Regions from separate parts of the Urocitellus parryii genome. Here region 1 is linked to region 2. A link is a contact called in public Hi-C data. All regions are on one chromosome and are shown on one strand. Each heading gives the region's core, a stretch centred on a gene start, on an enhancer-like site or on the middle of the called end of the contact. The rest is flanking DNA. Distances are from core to core; before and after follow the strand shown. Region 1 holds the start of Htr1d (5-hydroxytryptamine receptor 1D). Region 2 holds the start of Lactbl1 (lactamase beta like 1).

What was found. A called contact is a pair of places that touch in the nucleus more often than the background predicts.
Region 1: a Hi-C map of muscle shows a contact between it and region 2, with 6 times the contacts expected there. The contact joins the promoter of Htr1d here to the promoter of Lactbl1 in region 2. A contact is called at or near these places in 2 of 2 Hi-C or Micro-C datasets (liver and muscle).

The regions. Positions count from the first base shown.
Region 1 is chr11:13,907,812-13,911,888 of mUroPar1.hap1, reverse strand. Htr1d (5-hydroxytryptamine receptor 1D) reads left to right here and starts at 2,189. Exons shown (of 1, transcript XM_026403580.2): 1 at 2,189-3,331. The coding sequence starts at 2,189. The coding sequence ends at 3,331.
Region 2 is chr11:13,715,021-13,719,205 of mUroPar1.hap1, reverse strand. It overlaps Lactbl1 (lactamase beta like 1), which reads left to right and starts at 2,650. Exons shown (of 7, transcript XM_026403638.2): 1 at 2,650-2,661. The coding sequence starts at 2,650.

The DNA.
Region 1 (4,077 bases), core at 940-3,439, 190 kb before region 2:
GAGAGCAGAGATTAGAGCCCAGGCGGTCCCAGCCCAAACCAGACTTTCCCTGTGCCCTGCTGCCTCCCCAGCCCTGCCCTGTCCCTTCCCTGCACCAGCTGGGTCCTGAGTCTCAGCTCTTTTGGCTTCTCTGCTCTTTACACTTCAGCCAGCATGGTCATTTGGCCAGACCTGGCCCTTTCTGACTTCTGGGGCTTTGCTCTTGCCCCTTTAACTATCAGGAATGCTAGCCTTCCCAGACTTTTCCTGAATTTAGCCAGGAACAAGATGTTGTTCTTAAGAATGAGGTGAGGCTGGACATGGTGGCGCATGACTGCAATCCCAGCAATTTAGGAGGCTGAGGCAGGAGATCACAAGTTCAAGGGCAGCCTGGGCAATTTAGGAAGACTGTGTAAAAATTAAAATATATATATATATAAAAATAAAAAATAAAAACATCTGGAAATGTAGCTCAGTGGTAAAGTGCCTCTGTTCAATCCCCATTATCAAGGGGTAAAAAAGAAAAGGATGATGTGGTGGGAGTGGGTGATGGATGGAATCTTTGAGATACGTGGTTGAAAAATATTCAAACTATGAAACAAATTCATATATAATCCTAATGATCAAATGTTTTCAAGTGTGTGTAGATAAATTCTAAAGTGGTCAAGCATTCCTGGGTTAAATCCCTAGTACCCAACCGGCCCCAAAAAAATTCAAATGTATTTTCTGGACTTGAACTTTCATCACAAAAATGCCCAGGGATTTAAATGTTTGCAGTTCACGTCTTTGCTTAACAAAAAAGTATTCTGTTATTTTTTTGACTGTTTATTTGTTTGTTCTAAGGGTCATTCATGCTCCTCCAGAAAATTTGGAAAATTCAAATGAATATAAAAAATGTCACCCCCCCCCCCACACACACACACACATACACTCCCTTGGGAAATACATTGTGGCGAGCTGGTGTTTTTTCTGGTGGCTTTTGTTTCTCTCCCTGTCACAGTTTGGTTTGGCTTGTTTTCATTGCTGAGTAAATAGAAGGATGTTTTCTGATTCTTTCTGATTCATGATTTACAGAACTGATTTCTCATACTTGCAACAAGCCTGCGATACTTCCAGCTCTGTGATACCTTGTCCCCTGTGGGAATCCTGGGGGTGGGCATATCACCCTCTGCTCTGACACCTTTGAAAAGGCAGTTTCAGGTCACTGTTGCCAGCCTTAGAGACAGTGTCCTTCTACCTGATAATTTCAGCTTTCAGAATTGTCCTTCTAGAACCTAACTCTTCACTTCTTTCTTTTTTAAAGCCCAGAGCTCCTGAACATGCGGCCCTCAGGATGAACCCACAGTGATCCGTGTGTTTCGCCACTTCCTGCTCCTGCATTCTTCTGTCCTGGTAACAGGAATGTTCTGTCTGTTCAGGCTCAAAACATTCAGTGGAACCAGAACCAAAGCTAAGCGTCCCTCAGGATGTGTCAAGATCAATCTGGGGGAACCGAACGGCTGATTTACTGTCTCTCTGACTCAGCGGATGCTTCTTTTTGAGTCTAGTTTTAAAAACTCCAGAACCTTCTCTGATCAGGGATGGGGAAATTTTGAAGCTTTTATTCAACACATTGATGTCTCCAGCTTTGAAAAGAGCCAAAATGCCAAAAGCCAGAATCCCAGAGCCCTGCCCACACTTCTGTGAGACCCTGATCATTGTCTAACAAATTCAGCATGTGTCCACTGGGCTGCACCATCTGCTGGGCAAAGTTCCAGAATGGCCAGACATGTCAGGATTCATCTGTTTTAGGAAAGACCTATAACTACCAGCTAGGAGTCGATTTGGTTTTTCTTTCTTTATTTTTTGGTTCTGGGGTTGAAGCCAGGGGTGCTTAACCACTGAGCCACACCCCCAGCCCTTTTAATTTATTTTTTATTTTGAGACAGGATCTCACTCAGTTGTTTAGGGCCTCACTAAGTTACTGAGGTTGGCTGTGAACTTTCGATCCTCCTGCCTCAGCCTCCCAAGCTGCTGGGATTACAGGGGTGCACCCCTGCACCTGGCCTTGGTGTTCTAGCCAAGTCTGCAGGTCCTTTCAAGGTGGTCTGTTCTGATGGATGGCCCCTACCAGCATGAAGCCAAAAGATGACCTTACTCTGTAGGCCAGGCGACTGGGAAAGAAGGAGCCTTGTGTGTGGAAGTCTGCAAGGAGAGCGAGCCACCTAGCATGGCCCCGCCCAACCAGTCAGTAGAAGGCTTTCTCCAGGAGGCCTCCAACAGATCCCTGAACACCACGGAAACCCCGGAGGCCTGGGATTCAGGGATCCTACAGGCGCTCAAGATCTCCCTGGCCGTGGTCCTTTCCATCATCACGCTGGCCACCCTCCTGTCCAACGCCTTTGTACTGACCACCATCCTGCACACCAGAAAGCTGCACACCCCGGCCAACTATCTCATTGGCTCCCTGGCCACCACTGACCTCCTGGTTTCCATCTTGGTCATGCCCATCAGCATCGCCTATACCATTACCCGCACTTGGAACTTTGGCCAAATCCTGTGTGACATCTGGGTGTCTTCTGACATCACGTGCTGCACCGCCTCCATCCTGCACCTCTGCGTCATTGCTCTGGACCGGTACTGGGCCATCACTGACGCCCTGGAGTACAGTAAGCGCCGGACGGCTGGCCACGCGGCTGCCATGATCGCCGTGGTCTGGGTCATCTCCATCTGCATCTCCATCCCACCCCTCTTCTGGCGGCAGGCCAAGGCTCAGGAGGAGATGTCCGACTGCCTGGTGAACACGTCTCAGATCTCCTACACCATCTACTCCACCTGCGGGGCCTTCTACATCCCGTCCATCTTGCTCATCATCCTCTACGGCCGGATCTACCTGGCCGCCAGGAGCCGCATCCTGAACCCGCCCTCGCTCTATGGCAAGCGCTTCACCACGGCGCAGCTCATCACGGGCTCCGCGGGCTCCTCGCTCTGCTCGCTCAACCCCAGTCTCCACGAGGGCCACTCGCACGCGGCCGGCTCCCCGCTCTTCTTCAACCACGTGAAGGTCAGGCTCGCCGACAGCGTCCTGGAGCGCAAGAGGATTTCTGCTGCTCGGGAGAGGAAAGCCACCAAGACGCTGGGGATCATTCTGGGGGCCTTCATCGTCTGCTGGCTGCCCTTCTTCGTGGCCTCCTTGGTCCTCCCCATCTGCCGGGACGCCTGCTGGCTCCACCCCGCCCTCTTTGACTTCTTCACCTGGCTGGGCTATTTCAACTCGCTCATCAACCCCATCGTCTACACCGTGTTCAATGAAGACTTCCGCCACGCGTTCCAGAAAGTGGTCCACGTCCGAAGGGCCTCCGAGTCTCATTAGGTGGCGACTCTTGTTCAATCTTTGGGGTCCTGTGACTCCGTTGGGATTGTCTTTTAAACTTTTTTTTTTTTCCCTCCTCCCCTGGGACCTGGGTTGATTCATGATCTCTTGGGTCAATCAACAGAATTATTCTGAGTTCTATTTCCTGGGTCTTGACTTCTGAGCCACCCAAAGCTGGGCCACTGGGTGAAAGGGGAGAGGACTGAATGAAGACTTCCCCTGACCTCATATTTTCGTGGTTCTTCCGGGGTTGAAAGACACATGACCCACCGGATTCAGGTGAGAAACTCTCTGACTCTGTAGAAAAGACCCTGGGCTCAGAGGGAAGGCTTCCGTGTCCATCTGAAATTTGTTATGGGGGCTCAGTGAAGGATAAGATTAATGGCCTGAATTGAAAGAGAATTTGGAGCCAGGATGGAGGAGTCTCCATCCCCTGTAGCTTCTTGATTAGAAACCCATACCCAGGCTGGGCCCGGTGGCGTACACCTGTAGTCCCACCACTGGGGAGGCTGAGGCAGGAGGATCACAAGTTCAAAGTCAGCCTCAGCAATTTTAGTGATGCCCTGAGCAACATAGTGAGATCCTGTCTCAAAAAAAAAAAAAAAAAATTAAAGGGCTGGGGATGCAGCTTAGTGGTAAAGCACACCTAGGTTCAACCCCCACTACCAAAAAGAAAATAATGCCCAAGAATGTCTTCTACAACATCCTCCTTTCCCTGTCATCCATGAGTAGTCCAGTGACTTGGA
Region 2 (4,185 bases), core at 1,401-3,900:
GACGGGAAGCGCATGTTCAATGACTGTGAAGTGAGCTACTGAGGAGTCAATGAATCAAAGTCCAGTATCTTAATGTATCTTTTGGGAACATAATTTTCCTTGTTAAAGTTTATCTTTCCTTTTCAGCCACATTCTTCTTTCTTAACAACCCTGATATTAAGGATGGTGACAATTGCCTTCTCCCTGGAAGAGCAGGTCCATGACATTAAAGGGAGTAACATTAAAGGATTTGGAATTTTTCAAAAGAACAGGTGGCAGCCGTGGGAGTTCAGCAAAGGATGAACATGGTCTCTAGTCTCCATGAGGATGAATGATGGCTTCCTACCTGGCTGGTGTGGGGGATGGTCTTGGTTGGTGGATGGAAGGCGCTGGGTGTGGGCGTGGAGGAAGAGCACCTTCCAGTAAAGGGTCCCTTGAAGGAGGGACCCACGGCTTTACAGGTGGGCATCTGCTGCCACTGTGTGGCCATCTTGCCGTATGACAGGCTGCGATTCCGGTCTGGCTAAATTTGCCAGGACCCGGCTGCTGTCCAAGGGGAAAATTGGCCGCTTCCAGAGATAGGGCAAGAACAAAGAAGGACCCCCCAGAAAGTCCTGGAGGGCACCATGAGCTGGGGGCTCAGGGCCCTGCAGGGGGTTAACTGAGCCAGTCAGCATCAGCTTTAAGATGCAGTTCTTGCCTCATGGGACCTCACAGATGGGAACAAAAGATCGGAGGCCCCCCTGTCTGGGAGACTCCTGGGTCCAAATCTCAGTCCGCCTACTTCCTGGAGACCTCACGCATCAGTTTCCTTGGAAGTAAAACGGGACAGGATAAAACCTGCTCCGTGGGACAACAGTCCCTGGAAGCACTCATCTCTGTGTGTGAACATTGTCAATACCCTTGACCTTGAGGCCGACTGCACAGGGCTCTCTGAGCTGCGGTGACAGCTAACCCAGAAGCCAGGTAGGATGGAAAAGGCCTGGGTCCTAGCACCATCCCCATCACTACACCTGCTGTGTGAGCTTTCATTTCCCATCTCTGAGCCTGATTCACCAGCCACACAAAATAGAGTTCCAGAAAAATCATTCAGCTGTTTGGACAAGGGGGCCACAGAAGGTCCTGGTTTGCCTCGGCCCGTTCACAAACCCAGCTCTGAGCGCAGCCAAAGGAGATTATAATGAGGGCGCTGATGGGATCCATCAGTTGCCAAGGAGTCTTGCTCCTCAAAGGTGTGGTCCCCAGGCCAGCATCAGCATCACCTGGGAGATGGCCAGAAACGGAGACTGTCCCCCCCTGACCACTGGCTTAGAACCCGCAGTTTAGCAGAACCCTCTGGAGGGTCCCAGGTGCAGTGAAGTTGGAGGCACACGGGCCTGGGGCCATGGTTCTCAACCCTGGTACACAGTAGAGTCACCGAGGACCCTGCACACATCGTGATATCTGGGCTACAGTCCTGAGAACCCGGGACCCAAATACCAGTGGTTTTAAAAAGACCCCCAGGTAATTCCAGCGCGCGGCCTTGTCTAGGGCTAACAAGGCAAGTATATTGATCTTTGGTGTCAACTAAAATCAATAGATGTGCAATTCCAGAATGTCCACGAGATCTCTCTCTCCACAGGGGCTGGGCAGCAGTGGAGCATAGAAGCCAAGTCAGAGCACGAAGCTGACCTTTTCGGAGCCCTTTCTAGGTGCCAGGTCCTGGGCTGCCCGCTCGACAAGCATGCTCTAATGGAATCCTCACTCCAACCCGGGGTGTTACTGTTATGACCCCTGCTTTCTAGAGGAAGAAACAAAGAGACTGTGCTTCCCCCAGGGTCACAGGCCGTGACAGAACCGGGATTTGAACCCAGTTACCTGAACGTTTCAACACGAGGCTTCAAACCTCAGAGATGCATGAGGAGCTGCTGTGGGTTGGGACAGGGTCCAGGAAGCCCTGTGGGACCCACCTTGCAGCTGCCACCTGCCACCTCTCTTCCACCTGGGGCTTGGCAGGGACTCCTTCCGGACAGAGTGTTCCTGTTCGTCTGACCTCCATCCTAGAGTATCTCTGGTCACGTGGTTCGTCCATCTCTCCCCTTCCCTGTCACTGGGGACCCCAGCACTAATCCCCTTGGCAGAGGCGCTTGCTGGGGTGCGGGTGGGGGATTAGCGCCGGGGAAATCAGATGCCACATCTGCCCGTCCCTGGAGAGCTGGGGCAGGGCCTCGGAGCCCAGGAAGCCTCTCCTGTCCCCGGAGCACAGGGCATCACGTTGGGGGGCCTGAACTGCCCTGTCCTTCCCAGGCCTCCTGGAAGAAGGTAAGCCTGGCCAGTGCCCGGGGGCCTGGCAGGGTTATCTCTGAGCAGGCTGGAGGGGGGAGGAACTCAGGGGGCAGGTTGGCGGCAGCTCTCCCAGTTTGCTGGTGACCGAGGAAGGGCTCTCTGGGAAGGTAGGACTCAGTGCTAAAATCAGGATGGCCCTGGGCAAACAGAGACATCGGTCATCTGCGCGGGGGCCTGGCGGGGAGGCGAAGCCAGGCTTCCTAGTAGCTCCTGTCCCCTCCTCTCCTTCCCAGCCCCCCACGACCTCTTTTTGCCTTCGCTCCTCTGACTCGGCTTGTGGTCCACGGGGCTCCCGGCGCCTAGACCCGAATCCTCCAGGAGCTGGACCGTCCTTGCCTGGGGGAGATGAAGACCCAGGTAAGGCCCAGGCCCGCGGCCTCAGGCACTGCCCTCAGTGGCCCACCCCCTGTCACCTGCGTGGCCACCACTGGCATTTCCAGAGCCCCGGCCTAGTCCAGGAGCAGTGTGGATTGGAGAGCTCTGTCCCCTCCACCCAGAGGCCGACCCCTCCTGCAGCCTCTCCTGCGCACAGCCTGGCTTGTCCTGGCCTGATCGCCAGGAGGCAGATGGGAAATGGAGATGCCCTGGGGTGCAGTCCTGTGTCCCCAGCTGGGGAGGGCAGAGTCCTTCCTCACCCGGCCCAGGCCCTGGTCCCAGTGCACCCGGTGGCTAGCGCAGGGTGACCGGGGGTGGTGTGGACCCGCCCTGGGAACCAGCACCGCCCAGGGAATGAATGAGTGGACAAAGCGGGCGGTCTGAGTGGGCCCCCAGGAGAGGGCCAAGGAGGCCAAGGAGACTGGTGTGGGACCGCAGGGGCAGTGGGCGCTGCGTGCGGAGGGCCTGGCTCCTCCGGGGCCGCCCCACACCAGCGTTCTCCAGCCGGGAAGGGACAGGGAGAGAGGAGTCCAAAGGCGGCAGCTGGTGAACAGCTTAAGGCTAAATCCTGACTCGCCCCGGGTCCACGGGGATAAATCCTGCAATTGGAGGAAGACAGGGGCTGAGCCCAGGGAGGGCTGCAGATTGGGGTGCAGAGCCCCCAGCTGCACGTGGAGGTGGGTGGGGTGGAGAGAGCGAGCGCAGAGCCTCATCCCAGCCCTGGCGTTCTCAGCTGTCACTCAACGCCTGAGCGAGGTGAGGGCACCCCAGGTCTTGCTGGCTCCGCACCTGCTGCTCTTGGCTTCTGCTCAAAGGGAGTGTCTTTGTGCAAACCTGTGACAGTGACAGGTGGAGTCTTACATCTGGTGTCACTCCTCTGACACTCTGGTGGACACTCCCAGGGCTCTCAGGGTCTTTAATGGACTCATTTTACGAAAACTGAGCTTTTCACCTGTGATCTCAACTGCCTCAGAGGCTGAGGCAGGAGGATCACAAGTTCAAGGCCAGCCTCAGCCACCTAGCAAGACCCTGTCTCCAAACACAAGGGTCAGGGATGCAGCTCAGTGGCAGAGCACTTGCCCGGCATGTACGAGGTTCTGGATTCAATTCCCATTACTGCAAAAATAAACTAAAAACAAACAATAACAAACACCGAGGCATTTACAAACAATAAGTCCACACAGTTCTATGAGTTTTGACAAATGCATACAGTCTCTTAATCACCTCCATGGGCTGGAGAACGATTCTACCAACTCCCAAATTCACTTCTGTTCTCTCTCTCTCTCTCTCTACACACACACACACACACACACACACACACACACACACACACACACGCACACTTGGTTGTAAGGGGACACAATACCTCTATTTTATTTATTTGCATGTGGTGCTGAGGATGGAACCCAGGGCCTCACGTGTCTGGCAAATGCTCTACCTGCTGAGCCACAGCCCTAGCCCCAGTTTCTGCTTTTGTGTAGCCTCCCCAGCCCCAGTCCCAGGCAA